3 separate regions of the Sus scrofa genome follow, and regions 2 and 3 are each linked to region 1. Evidence: chromatin contacts called from public HiChIP or PLAC-seq and promoter capture Hi-C data. All regions are on one chromosome and are shown on one strand. The core of a region is the stretch at or near the end of the contact, and the rest is flanking DNA. Distances in the headings are between cores, read along the strand shown.

Evidence for each region. Promoter capture Hi-C pulls out the DNA fragments that hold promoters and counts their contacts. HiChIP or PLAC-seq counts read pairs in DNA pulled down with a chosen protein or histone mark.
Region 2: a contact with region 1 is called in an H3K27ac HiChIP or PLAC-seq map of alveolar macrophages. The contact joins the promoter of DNTTIP2 here to the promoter of DR1 in region 1. A contact is called at or near these places in 2 of 5 promoter capture datasets (fetal liver and liver) and 1 of 2 datasets of contacts at active chromatin or transcription factors (alveolar macrophages).
Region 3: a promoter capture Hi-C map of liver shows a contact between it and region 1, with 3 times the contacts expected there. The contact joins the promoter of GCLM here to the promoter of DR1 in region 1. A contact is called at or near these places in 2 of 5 promoter capture datasets (fetal liver and liver), 1 of 47 Hi-C or Micro-C datasets (heart right ventricle) and 1 of 2 datasets of contacts at active chromatin or transcription factors (alveolar macrophages).

The regions. Positions count from the first base shown.
Region 1 is chr4:123,833,271-123,837,906 of Sscrofa11.1, reverse strand. It overlaps DR1 (protein Dr1), which reads left to right and starts at 2,032. Exons shown (of 3, transcript XM_001928479.5): 1 at 2,032-3,021. The coding sequence starts at 2,802. CCDC18 (coiled-coil domain-containing protein 18) reads left to right here. Exons shown (of 32, transcript XM_021090190.1): 32 at 1-326.
Region 2 is chr4:123,392,163-123,397,000 of Sscrofa11.1, reverse strand. It overlaps DNTTIP2 (deoxynucleotidyltransferase terminal interacting protein 2), which reads right to left and starts at 2,230. Exons shown (of 7, transcript NM_001243674.1): 1 at 2,147-2,230; 2 at 1-1,204. The coding sequence starts at 2,218.
Region 3 is chr4:123,368,939-123,373,575 of Sscrofa11.1, reverse strand. It overlaps GCLM (glutamate--cysteine ligase regulatory subunit), which reads right to left and starts at 2,378. Exons shown (of 7, transcript XM_001926378.4): 1 at 1,886-2,378. The coding sequence starts at 2,011.

The DNA of each region.
Region 1 (4,636 bases), core at 783-3,282:
CTATTTATATTTAAAATTTCCCTCAGCCATACTACGTATGGGTTATCAGTGGCTGAAGACTACCCAGACCTGGTAAAGATGACAGCCATACCCCATCATTTATATAATAATTCATAATGTTAAAGGTGCTTTTACATACAGTCTCATTCGACTTTGTGTCTTCTGAGTTATGTAATATTTCCATTTCTGGTTGAGGAAAAAGGAGACTTGGAAGGTGGCCTGCCTAAAGTTACAAAAAACTGGGACTGGAACCTGTTTCTTTACTACACATTTCTTGCTTCTTTTACCACAGAACTCTGTAGTAATAAATTACTGGAGTAACAACATGTGTGCTCTACTGCTTTATGTATCATAACCCTACAAGCCTATGTAGCACAAATGTTATATGAAAAGGCAAAATTATCATTATTACATTTTTTTCAAGAATATTAAGTTTTGGGTCAGTGACAATGTGATCATTTCGGGGACCTTTTTTGCTAGCTAGCTTTTTCAGGCTTGCAAACTTGGTAAGCCCAAGATAAATTTAGGCAATAAAACCCTTTAATGCAACAGTACCTTGACGTACAAAAATACTTAATAGCCAACATCTGAGCCAAGAGTTTCACATTCCCACTTTAAAGAAAAACTTTATCAAATAAATTTTGTTTCGACTAAACTTAGTAACACTGAGAAAAAGGGTCTAAACTCCAGAAATTAAAAAACCTGCAAGTGTACTGGCGAAAATGCTAAATGAAAAATTTTTTTAAAAATGTAATTAAGGTCTCCTAAAGTGCTACACCTAGGATCATACACCAAAAGGTTTTAAGAAAACATTTCAAACAAGCCAGTTGCTGTCCAATCTAAGAACAATTTAGCTGATTAACTAAAGTGCCCAAACTCATGTAAACGGTATCTGGTTTGCCTTTTAGAAATTGCACCTCCCTATTTATAATATAGTCTGCTTCTTCAAAATGACAGTATGGCAAACTTAGCTTTTAGAAATAATGCAATTTTTCTTTTTTTTTTTTTTTTTTTGGTCTTTTTGTTGTTGTTGCTATTTCTTGGGCCGCTCCCGCGGCATATGGAGGTTCCCAGGCTAGGGGTCGAACCGGAGCTGTAGCCACCGGCCTACGCCAGAGACACAGCAACGCGGGATCCGAGCCGCGTCTGCAACCTACACCACAGCGCACGGCAACGCCAGATCGTTAACCCACTGAGCAAGGGCAGGGACCGAACCCGCAACCTCATGGTTCCTAGTCGGATTCGTTAACCACTGCGCCACGACGGGAACTCCTTTTTTTTTTTTTTTTTTTTTTTTTTGGTCTTTTTGTCTGTTGTTGCTATTTCTTGTGCAATTTTTCTTAAGAACTTGATACACGTTTGCAAAAAAAAAAAAAAAATCAGAGCCCACTCTTTTTCGCTTCATCGAAATCCAAAATGTCTAAATCGGAACCTTCTAATCTGGCTCATTGTAGACTAGGCGTTTCCACTACGATGGATCTTATTTCTAGTTTCCAGTTTAGGTATTAGCAGTGACCGCGAGGGAAAGTCACTTTTCTGAATGTTTCCCATAAAACCAGAAAATGGGTGGGGCGCCCGAGTTTCCACCCGAATAACGTCTATGAGGTACTATCCAAAGCGTCTTCCTGTGGACGATACAGACACACCGGGTTCTACTTCCCCCATACTGCACGGCCGAGCCCAGGCCTCCTTCCTCTTCCTTTCAATCTCAATTCGGGCGCTTTAGGATGAGCAACTAGAATTCTTTAAACGAAATCCAGCGCCCCTTTGTCTGCAAACTTGGCTAGGAATGGGTTCCGAGCCTCAGCGGGTTGAGAGGGCAGAGGCGGCTTTCCATCTTCGCCAGTCCACGCAGCCACCCCGGCCCGCGTCCGACGCCTGCCGGGGCGCTCCGGTACCGCGGGGCGCGCGCCCGGCCGCTACGGCCCCGGGAAGGGGCGGGACCCCAAGGCGCGTGCCGGGACCACGGAAAGCGGAAGCAGCTGGCGGGGAGGACGGGCGGTTCCCGCCGGCGCGGGTGGGGGAAGGGCTGCAGCCACACCCGGAAGTCGGGCTGGAGGGGGGGAAAACGTGTGGGGGCGAGACTTCCGGTAGCGCAAAGGGTATCGGGAGAGACTTCCAGCAAACCTTCTTCTGTGGCCTCTGGAGGGACCACCGTTACCGCGTCTTCGGCTTCCACGGTCTGCGTTCGGGCTGAACGGCCACAGCGGCCGCCCCTGCCGCTCGCCTGTGCCGGCTCTGTCCGTCTTCGTTCCCCGGCGGCCGCCCGGGTTCCAGCAGCGGCCGCGGCCGACATGTTGTGAGGCGGCGGCGCCGGTGTCTGAAGGATGGTTTGGCCGAGGCAGCGGCAGCGGCTGCTGGCGGCGGCAGCGGGGGCTCCGGCTCTGTAGAGCCCGGCCCGCTGGGTGTCCGCCCGGTACCGCGGCCAGGCCAGTGCCCCTGGACCTTGCCTCTGCTCCGGCGCCGTTGGGGACCGGTTAGGCGACAGCGCACGCCCCTCTGAGGAGGCACGAAGGTGGTTCTCCGGGCTTAGATTTCCGCACCACCTTGCTTTCCCTCGCTGACCTGGGCGGTGCTGTCCCCAGGATCCTCAGCCCCCAACTTTGTTCCCAGCCTCGCCCTGAATCTCACGCACGCGGGTGTTTCTTGCCCTCTTGACCCCCCCTTTATCTCCTGCACCCTATTCTCAGAGCGCCGCCGGGCTCACTCTCCGAGGCGCCCTTTTGAAAGAAGCTTCGTGGAGTGTGGACCAGAGCTGGGGAGTTTTTTACAAGTCGGGGCACGAGAGGTAGGAAGGTACGATGGCCTCCTCATCTGGCAACGACGATGATCTCACTATACCCAGAGCTGCTATTAATAAGATGATCAAAGAGACTCTGCCCAATGTCCGGGTGGCCAACGATGCCCGGGAGCTGGTGGTGAACTGCTGCACTGAATTCATTCACCTTGTATCTTCTGAAGCCAATGAGATTTGCAACAAATCGGAAAAGAAGACCATCTCGCCAGAGCACGTCATACAAGGTAAGTGGTCTCTGTGGGCTTTTGCTGCCGAAGAGGGGCCGGCCGGGGACGGCGTGCTCGTGGGCGACGCCGTCATGTCCCAGCCCTCAGGCTGGTCCTGGTGGCTTAGTGCTGGTCGCTGACAAGGCCCCGCGGGCGTGGGGGCAGCCGGCGCCTTCACATCCCCGTGGCGGGTTCTCGCCCTTTTCAAGCAGCGGATGGTGGAAGAGCTGCCCAGCGGCGGGGCCAGCTGGCGTGCCCCCGGCTCGAGCGGGAGGGGTGCTCTCAGTTTACAGCCGGGCCAGCCGAAGCGGCAGGAGTTTTGCCTGCCTGCGGTGGAACCCGGACGTGAGGAGCGAGAAGGAGCCTGCGGAAGGGGGACCGAGGGCGTGACAACGGAGAGGAACCCAGAAGCTGTCCCGCGGAGGCTCTGAATGCAGACGGGACCTTCATCCCCACCCGAGCCCTGCCCCAGGGTGGAGGGAAAGACGCGTGTTGAGAACGCGGGGAGAGTGGGAGGAACGTGGATGTTGAGCGCTGCGCGGTGGATTAGGGTTGGATGGAGAGAGTGTCTGTGTTCTCTGCTTTGAAAATGGTCCTGCCGGCCAGCAACAAGTTGCCAGAGCTCTCAAGTTCTATTCTGTAAGAAAAGGCACCCTTTCCTCTCCCTCCTCTCCTTTCCTTCTCTTTCCTTCCTTCCTTCCCTCCCTCCTTCCTTCCTTTTTCTTCTGCAACTTGCTTTGCTTTGTGGCGGTAGCTTTTCCAAGCTTGGATGGAAAGATTGTGAGGTTTTTTTTCGCGGGACATTCCGCTGCCCTTTCCTGCCGTCCTCCCCACTTGGATGTACACACGCAACCTTTTCTTGAGCAGCGCTTCTGGAAGTGTAACAGTTTCTTCTTTCTTCTCTTGGAAAGGATTTAGTTCAGTAATAGAGTTGGGGAACTGTATTCTGATGGTTCGTTTCAAAAATGAAGAGACATTCACTAATTATGTTTTAGGAATTACTTTCTGTGACTTGTACATGTATTCTTATGAAAAGACTGCATTCAATTTGAAGTGAGACTTTACCTTTTATAATAGTCTAATTAAAATTTTTAACAATTTCTTGATTGCTTTTGAAGTAAAAAATCACGGTTAATTTTGGTAGGCAGGTGGTTGTCTACCATTTTATTTTTATAATTCAACTTTTTGAATTATATACAGTTTTATATAAAACTCAACTTTTATATAAAATTCAACTTTTTTTATAATTCGATTTTTTAAAAGGTGACTTTCTTGTTATTCTGAAGTAGAGGACACATCTCATACTTAACCATATGTAGTATTTCACTGTCAATATTGACAAAAGGATTAAATGAGTCACTTTTGATCCTTAATGATGTGTGGAAAGTAGGTTTAAAACATACTCTGCCGTTTCCATTTCAGTACTTCCTTATGGAGGAAGGAAATCCCTAGGGAAAAGTTTATTTGATTTTAAAGCTAGAATATTCTTCTACTTGTTTGGTGTACTCTGGCAAGTAAAATGAAAGCAAAAGTTGTCTGTTTTTCCTCTTGTGTTTTATTTTTACATTGTATGTGCAATTGTTGGCACAAGTCTTTCACAAGATTATTCAACACAGATAGCTATAATTTCGTT
Region 2 (4,838 bases), core at 981-3,480, 440 kb after region 1:
TTTCTTCGTCCATGTCTTGGCTGTCACCTGTAACTGTGCACTCTTCATCACCGCCACCAAGTTCTGTCCAGTCGCTTGTTTTTATGGTGCTCTTTCTTCCTTCATCGCATCTGTCCACTTCCACAACTGCAAATGTGTGAGCTAATGATTTCATTACAGCCTCACAGTTCAGATTTGAGGGCTCTGATGTGGTTTTGTTATTTTCGGGGGTGGAATGCCTTTGAGAAACTAACTGCTGAAGGCTGGTGTCCTGCAGTTCAGGAAGATTCAACTGAGAATCTTTCTCATTAATTTCTTTTCCCTCATCTATTGGTTCTTTGGCTTCTTCATCTGAACTCTCACAATTCCGCTTTGTTATGTGTTTGAGAGGTGAAACGTTTTCCTGTTCTTCCTCATTTATATTAACACTTGGGTGTTTTTGTGCAATTAATGTTTTTCCTGAATTTCCGAAGAAGGGATCCTCATCAAGGTCATTATAAATTTCATTATTATAGAGATTCGGCTTATTGATCTGAGAAAGCGACCTTGCTAGTAAACGACAAGAAGTTCGTCTGGTTTCTGAATCCTTGGAATTCACAGGTGTATCTACGCCTTGCTTTTCATTTCCTGCTACAATCATAGTATCATTCTCCTCAGTTTGTGCCTGTAATCTCCTCTGCATACTCCTTGTTGTCCTCCTCGCTGCAATTCCAGAAAAGGAAGAAACCTCTGAGCATGATGACTCAGCATCAGAAACAGCTTCCATGTATGATTCTTGGCTTGGACCTGTTAGGGACTTAGCCTTGCTTCCTCTGGTTTGTGTAGCTATCACTGTGGGACGCACAATTCTAGAAATACCTGACGCATGAGATTCTGCTTCAGAGACTTCTTCCTCAGTATGAGACTCATTTACTGGAGTTACTTTCGGTCTTTTCCTTACACTGGAAACTGGGGTGCCTGTAACTAAGATCTGCCTTCTCCTGGTTATTCTGAAAATGGGATCCTGGACCTCGGACACAGAAGAACAAGTTGACTCTGCTTCAGAGATCTCTCCATCAGTAGGTTTGTTCATTTCTGGTAATGAGCCTGTAGTTCTGCTCTTCCTCTTCCTGGCTGAAGGAGCTGGACTTTGTTTCTTAGTGGTCTGTGATTCAGCAGTACTTGGGTCATCAGATGGAGACTCCTTCCTGCCTTTTGGATGTGCTTGAATTCTTTTTGCAGAATCCTGTAAGCCAGTGAAAATACACTGTAATTTGGGAAGGGCTGGGACAAGAGCAAAGTGAGTGAGGCACTCCCCTCAGAAGCAGATTTCAAGAGGACACTAAAAAACTCAGCAAGATTAATGCCAAACAGTAATAACCACCAGCACCACGCACAACTAAAAAAACCCAAACAATACCTAAATACTAAATCTGACTCTGCATTTGTAGGCCCTGCCTCTCTAGCATCACCTAAGTCCTGGATCTGACTTTAGGAAACAAAACAACTGAAAAAGAGAAAATTTTTTCCATTCAAAGTCACCTAATGCTAGGTGGACCTACATTCCGACACATACAGGGAAAGAGGGAAGAAAGGGGATTTTAACTCTGATTAAAGATGTGTTTAGGAACACACATCGATGGAATCGGTGGCTGCTCTTACCTTTTCATAGTGAAGTGAATTAATGTAGCCTTCCCTTCATCGCAGCATCAGAAGCTGCGAAAGACCAGCGTCACTGAGTCACCAGGTGACGTCACCGCAGCCCTCCCCACGCCTAAAGGAGGTACTGTGGGGGCACGGCCAGCTTTCTTCCGTGAAAACGGTGCCTTCTCCAATCCAACTAATTAGGCTCACGCTTGGTGGCTTAAACGAATCCTCCTTGGCACGCTGCTAGCAGTAAGGTTAAAAGGCCTGAGCTGTACAGCTGTATTACTGAGCTAAACTACCCAAAGCAAGTTACCCAACCTCTCTATGGAATCAGGCCATGCATTGCCTTCAAGACCTTAGTGAGACCTAAAATGAAGTGCCATGCTCAGCGCCCGGCCCGGTCAGCAGACGCGCGCTGCCAGCTCGGGCCCCTTCGGTCGCTCCTCCCCACGCTTGGCGGGCCCCCTGCGCCGCCCCCCCCCCCCCGAGCACCGCTCTGCGAGGCAGCGAGGAGAAATGAGGGAGCCGTGCGATCTCTTACCTTCGGTTGGGAGCTTTCAGCTGACGTGGCTTGGAGCCCGGCCTGAGGCCGCGCAGACCTGGTGACCACCATCTTCCCGGCGCGCGGCCCCCGCGGCTCCGGCGCCCCGGAAGTGCGTCAGAGGTGCGCCTCGCTCGCGTCTTCCCGCGAGACTCCAGGAACTCGGGGGCAATCTCGTAGCACCTCTGCCCTTCCGACTAGGCTGAGGCGATCGGGGAACCCGGGGATCCCCAAGGACTCGGGACAGACCTTCGTGCGGGCGGTGAAACTCGCGGTGGCTTAGGGCCCTCGTTCCTGTTTGACACGAACGAATTGGAAAATAGCACCTTCTGGCCCACTCCGTCCATCCTCTCATTCGGCAAAGTCTAGGTGTAGCCACGGGCATGGCCGAAGGATACGTTTGCATTATTTATAATACCTTTTTTTTTTTTTTTTAAAGTATACTCTTGTATTACTTGTGAAGTTAAATATAAAAGAAATACAATTTAAAGACTTGGTTGGGGTAAAAGATGTATATGTTAAATACCCAGGAACTCGGAGACTAATTAGGGAGCTATATAATTAAAGGTGAGATGGTGAGTAGGAATTGGGAATAAGCAGAATAAAAGGTTAAGTTGTAGAGCGATTTTAAAAAAAAAGTTTTTGTGGTGATAGGGAAAGAATGATCAGAATCAAGAGAAGGTTTTGTTTTGTTTTGTTTTCCTTTTTTGTCTTTGGTCTTTTTTAGGGCCGCACCCGTGCATATGGAGGTTCCGAGGCTACGGGTGGAATCTGAGCTACACCTGCCGGCCTACACCACAGCTCAGGGCAACGCAGGATCCTTAACTCTCGGGGCGAGGCCAGGGATGGAACCCGAAACCTCATGGTTCCTTTGTCAGATTCATTTCCGCTGCCCCACAAGGGGAACTCCAAGAGAAGCTTTTTTATTTTTCTTTGACGTGAAGGGTGAAAAGCTAGAATATGTTTGAGGGTAATGAAAAGGGATTGAATGGAGTTCCCGTGGTGGCTCAATGGTTAGCGAATCTGACTAGAAACCATGAGATTGAGGGTTCGATCCCTGGCCTCGCTCAGTGGGTTAAGGATCCAGTGGGTTAAGGATCCGGCGTTGCCGTGAGCTGTGGTGTAGGTCGCAGACGCGGCTCGGATCCCGCGTTGCTGTGGCTCTGGTGTAGGCCGGTGGATACAGCTCCGATAAGACCCCTAGCCTGGGAGTGGCCCTAGAAAAGACAAAAAAAAGGGGGGGGGGATTGAAGAAGTAAGTAAACATGTTGGAGGTGAGAAAGAATGAGTGCCTCATAAAATCTTTTTTCCTTTACTTTAGAACAGAAAACTTTTTTTTTTTAAGTTAGAAAGTATAGAATTTTCAGTGGGCACATTGCCATTCAGCTAAATAGTTGCCCTTGGCAGCCAGATATGGCTAAGTTTTGGCTAATTACAGATCGATTAAGTGTTGTTTAGTTCTTTAGGGACATCTTAAAAGAGAGGAGGTCCTCCTTGCCTTCTTTAGCATCATTTCACTCCCTAGGAAGTTGTGTCTCCTGGTTTTCAAGCAGCAGTCTTGTGCCATGAAGATTAGGGCCATGCTTTAAGGTTAGCAGAGCAGTGACAAAAAGACATGGATTCCTGATTTGTTGCACAGCTATCAGTCCTAAATGGCCTAATTTAAAAGATTTTCATCAATAGAAACACCTCTTTTTAAACCACTGTTATTTGGGGGCAGTCTTATGTCCTGCAGGCGAGCCTAATCTGAGCTAAAGAATGGAATAAAAAATTGGGCTGTGGGGATTAGCTACAGAAGAATGCTCTTTCCTTTGAGGCAAGGGGGAAGGGTTGATAGCTGAAGCAGAGAGAATGTAAATGCAGGGAAATTTAAGTGGTGAGGAGAGGATTTGAGGTAGATGCCATCAGTCTCTAAGTAGGTGATTCATCTGCTCAGAAGGATGAAAAAACTTTAGATGGATTTTATGGGGAATTGATAAGGAGCAAAACCAAGGAATTTCAGTACAGCCAGGCAGCGGTGAGATTATATAAGAGAACAGAAGACAGCTAAGAAGAGCAGGTGGAATGGGCAGAGGAAGGAAAGTGAACCATCTGGAGGTGCGTAGTGGGGATGAAAGCAGCAGAGACAACAGCAGCAATCCCAGTAATAGTACTGAGCACCTACTAGACACGGGCAATACCGGGTCCTTAACGTGCCGTGCCACCTGGGAACTTCTTATATATGATAACTTTAACATCAGCAAATGTATGAAATAAGATCACAGGAGAGGGTGTAGGAAATTGGGAGCCTATTAGACAGTGTGCTCTATTTACATACAAGCCCCTTAAACAAAAAACCCCACTTCCAAACATTTACAGTCTAAAAAAGTCAAGAAACAAAATACTAAGATTAAAACATCAGTATATATTCACATGAGAAGACTGAGCTGGCCTGCTGATCAGGGCAAAACCGCCAAGTATTGTTTTTGTTTTCTCTCTACCTCCTCTACCTATTCTCTTCTTAAAGTAGATTTGGGGCAGATATGAAAACAGTAATTATTAATTATTATATAAAGGACATGCTCCCTTCATAGTCTATGTTTTACTAACTAAACCCTTAAAATGTAGGGTTGACTCTGGGAGATTCTCATCTTAACCCAAAGATGAGAGAGTTTCAGTGCACACACCTTCTAAAACTATATTCCATTCATGG
Region 3 (4,637 bases), core at 1,129-3,628, 460 kb after region 1:
AAAATGCCATACGGCTGACCCTTACAACAAATAACTGCTTGAAACGGTCCTAAAAGGGCCCATTTAAAAAAATAAGATTTGATTTCATAAAATTCTAGTGAAATAAAAAAAAATATCGGCTGGAGTTCCCATCATGGCGCAGTGGTTAACAAATCTGACCAGGAACCATGAGGTTGCCGGTTTGATCCCTGGCCTTGCTCAGTGGGTTAAGGATCTGGCATTGTTGTGGCTCTGGCATAGGCTGGCGGCTACAGATCTGATTAGACCCCTAGCCTGGGAACCTCCATATGCCGTGGGTATGGCCCTAAAAAGACAAAAAAAAAAAAAAAAAAAAAATGGCAGAGATTGCAGAATAATTTTTTTTTTTTTTTTTTTTTTTAACAGCAGCACCTGTGGCATATTGAAGTTCCAGGGCTAGGGGTGGAATTGGAGCTGCAGCTGTGGCCTATGCCAGGGACTGAACCCACATCCTCACAGAGTCAACATGGATCCTTAACCTGCTGGGCCACAATGGGAACTCCCAGAATAATTTCTTCAAAAAACCAAACAGAGACTTTTTAGGAAATTTAATGATCTCTCCATCCAATGGGTAAATTTTCTCAATACTGAGTGATTTATTCAGTTTCTTTTTTCAATGAAGTTAAACTGTTTCAAGTAGCATATCCCAGTTTAGGGCTCTGGTTGTTACAAAGTTCTTTACATAAAAACAAAACATGCCTCTCCTAGTCCAACTAAGCTGTCATGTTTTCTCTACATATGTCCGCGTATCAGGTGTTCCTCAAATGTTTTCAATTTTCTCCAGTTTTTGTCCCTCTTATGGGGCACCCAAAATATCACACTGAACCACAATTACTCCTCTGAACAATGTTTTTCAAACTATGGGATGTGACATTACTATCTTAAGAAGTCAAGTTTTAAAAAATTAAAATAAGAAAAAAGTCAGAACACACAGTATACAGAAAACATTTTCATGAAAACTGTGTGTGGTGTGTACCATGAATTGGACTGTAAGGCAAAATGCATTTTTTACGGTGGTTGCAGTCAAATTGAAAATGACTACTTTAGCATGTGATAAGTGAGATAAGAGACAAAATTTCCCCCAATGTGATCAGTATACATACAAATTACTGCAATGAACCATAAGCCCTGGAGAAATAAAAGATCTAGTACTAGACACAGTTTTTTATCTTTGGGAGAAATAGTACACTCAGACGTGGTTAAAAAAAAAAAAAACAAGACATACAAACTGAGCTGCATCCTGGACACAGAATATGCTATGGATTCTGATTCCTATTAAAGCTACAACCAAGTGTCCTCCTCTCCTGATGGGTCCTCCTCCCAACACCAGGCCTTAGGTCCAGCTCACACTCAAGGGGTATGCCTTGTGTTAGTTCATAGCATATCACCAACATCTCAGAGCTGAAACTGACTAGGAACACAGCTTGATAACGTCGTAACAGGACACAGTCTGTTAATTTTTTTTTAATCAAGATTTGTTTCTTTACCTGGACACCCTGGGGGGAAGGGAGCGAGGTAGGGAGGGACGATACATGGGCCCTCTCGGATCCCCTAGTCCGGGAGAGCGATCCAGTAGGGTGGAGAGCTTGGTCATCAGCCATGAACACTGATGAGGCGTCACTCGGATGAAATCGCACCTGCCCAGTTTTTTAAGACGCTCTGCCCCAAAGCAGGTTCGGATGCGACATCCCGCGGTCAGCGGCCCCAGCCTCCTCCCGCCGGCAGAGCCCAGGTGCGCGCCTCGCCCGCGTCCCCTGCGCGCTCCGAGGCCGACCACCTGCCTCCGCCTCCCGGTGCTTCCCCGCCTCTCGGAGCCGCCCGGCCCGGTCCGCGGCCTGCCCCGGGAACCCCGCGTCGCCGCCCTCACCTCCTCGCTGTGTGTAGACGGGCACTTCTTCCGCAGGCGGCCCCAGTTGAGCAGGTTCCCCGTCTGCAGGTGCAGGGTGCTGGCCCGCGCCAGGAGCGCCCCGGCCGCGCGGCTGTCGGTGCCCATGGCAGCAGCTGACGGAGCGGGCCCGGCGGCCGCAGGCAGGGAAGGAGGCCCCCGGAGGCCGGAGAGCGGAGCGCGAGGCTCTCGCTCCACGCGGCGGGACCCCGGCCTGCGCTCGGGCCAGAGGGCGGTCGGGCGACGGCGGAGCGGCGGCCGGGGAAGGACGCGCCAGTGGATGCGGCTCCAGCTACTGCGGCCGCCGCGGGAGAGCTGACTCCCGCTAGAGCAGCCGTTTCCAGGAAGACAATGACTAAGCAGAAATCGCCGCGGAGAAAGTGCTTCGTAACCGTTACCCGTCCCGCGGCGGGGCCGGGCCGGGCCGGGTGGGACGGGGCGGGGCGGCGAGCGGGCGGCGGCGCCTGCCCGCGGGTGACTGGCCCTCTGCCTGCGGCGGGCGTGGCGCTAGGCGCCGGGCCGGCGCGCGGCGCAGGGAGCGCGGGGCGCGCGGGGCGGGGCGACCGGCGGGCGGGGCGGGGCGATCGGAAGGGCGGGGCGGGGCGCCCCCTGCAGGTCAGAGGGCGGGGCGCCGGTCCGCGCCGCCTCCACCCACGGCCGCGGACGGCCTCCCAGCCAATGGCCGGGCACGCTGCTGATGCCCTCACACACCTCTTTAAAAAGACAGCGACGGCGTCCACGGAGGCTTTGAAATACTGGCGGTTTTCAGTTCTCAGAAGCGGGTGTTAATGCACAGGACCCCCTTCTCCTTCAGATCTGCTTTGCTACCGTCTTCCTTAGTTCATTTCCTTTCGCCAGGGCTTTCCCCCAAACGGCTCATTTCCCTTCCTGTCCTTGAATTGAAGGTCTGTTGATTGACACTATTTTGCGGGCCCGTATGCGAAGTCAAAGAGTGAGACTTAATCTCTGCCCTTGAGAAGTTTAAACTCTAGTTCCAGATACAAGGCCAATGAGTAATAATATAAGAATATCGTAGTTTCCAGATGAGTTCAGAGTAAAGAGAGCACTAAAACCCGGCAGTCCGGGGAAGATATGACTTGTGACTATTCCTATTAAATTTCAGGTGCGGTAGACTTGGAATGAACCTCAAATTTAACATTTATTGAGCTTTCCTCAAAAAACTTTTACTTATGTTGAGAGTAATCACATATAGTAAAAAGCAAAATGCTGTTAAAAAGAGATGAATTTCAGTTAGTAAATATTAGGAGAGAGGTTGGAAAGCAAGCTCCTTCTAGGAAGAGTTAGAAATTGAGGCTGATCTTGAGTAAATATTTGTTGCTGAATGAAGGTAAGAATTCATTGAAGAGGAGTTCCCGTTGTGGTTCAGCGTTATGAACTGACTAGTATCCATGAGGATGTGGGTTCGATTCCTGGCCCTGCTCAGTGGGTTGAGAATCTGGTGTGAGCTGCAGTGTTGGTCACAGATGTGGCTGGGATCCCCTGATGCTGTGGCTGTGGTGTAGGCCTGCAGCTGCAGTGCTGATTAGACCTCTAGCCTGGAACTTCCATATGCTGAGATTGCAGCCCTAAAAGGCAAAAAAAAAAAAAAAGAGGAACTCATTGAGGAAAAGATTAATCCCAGAAGCAAGAATAAACAGGGGCCATTTTAGTTAACGGAAACATTTGATTCTTATTTTTTTCCTTTTTTTTCTTTCTTAAGGTCACACCCGAGGCATATGGAGGTTTCCAGGCTAGGGGTCAAATCCGAGCTACAGCTGCCGAACTACGCCACAGCTCACAGCAACGCTGGGTCCTTAACCCACTGAGCAAGGCCAAGGATGGAAACTGCGTCCTCATGGATCCTAGTCAGATTCGTTTCCACTGCACCGCTATGTCACTGAAACATTTGATTCTTATGCTGAATTTGCTTTGGCATCATTTTGTGACTTTTGGCATATTCTCTAATGCCCTGCAAATAATAGTAGAATAAAGCATAGAGGTTATACCTTTGAAACTATTAGATGTGCCTTCTTGCTGGCAATTTATATAGCATGTTGGCCACCGACAAATACCTGTATGGCTTGCAAATCTGAGTTTATCCAGTACTGTTTATTTGAACTTGGAAAAGTCACTTTATCTCTGTGTTTCACTTTCTCCAGTCTGGGCAGGTAATAGTTTAAGCTATATTAAATTGCTGATAATTGACTGTTTTTTCTTGAGTCGATAACTAAGTGTGGTACTGCTGTCCTGAAGGGTGTGCGTGTTTTCTACTTCAATAGATAGAATTTAAAATTGAAATTGCGGAGTTCCCGTCGTGGCGCAGTGGTTAACGAATCCAACTAGGAACCATGAGGTTGTGGGTTCGGTCCCTGCCCCTGCTCAGTGGGTTAACGATCCGGCGTTGCCGTGAGCTGTAGTGTAGGTTGCAGACGCAGCTCGGATCCCGCATTGCTGTGGCTCTGGTGTAGGCCAGTGGCTACAGCTCCGATTCGACCCCTAGCCTGGGAACCTCCATATGCCGCGGGAGCGGCCCAAAGAAATAGCAAAAAAAGACAAAAAAAAAAAAATTGAAATTGCATTAAGCCCACTCCTTTCCCTCCACAATTCCCGACACTGAATATGGTCAATCCTTTCAGTTTTTGTCTGGCTGATGGGTAATACATGGTATCTCAATAGTCCTTGATTACTAGTCAGATTTTTATTGTTTTATGATACATTATGACCATACTCTGTA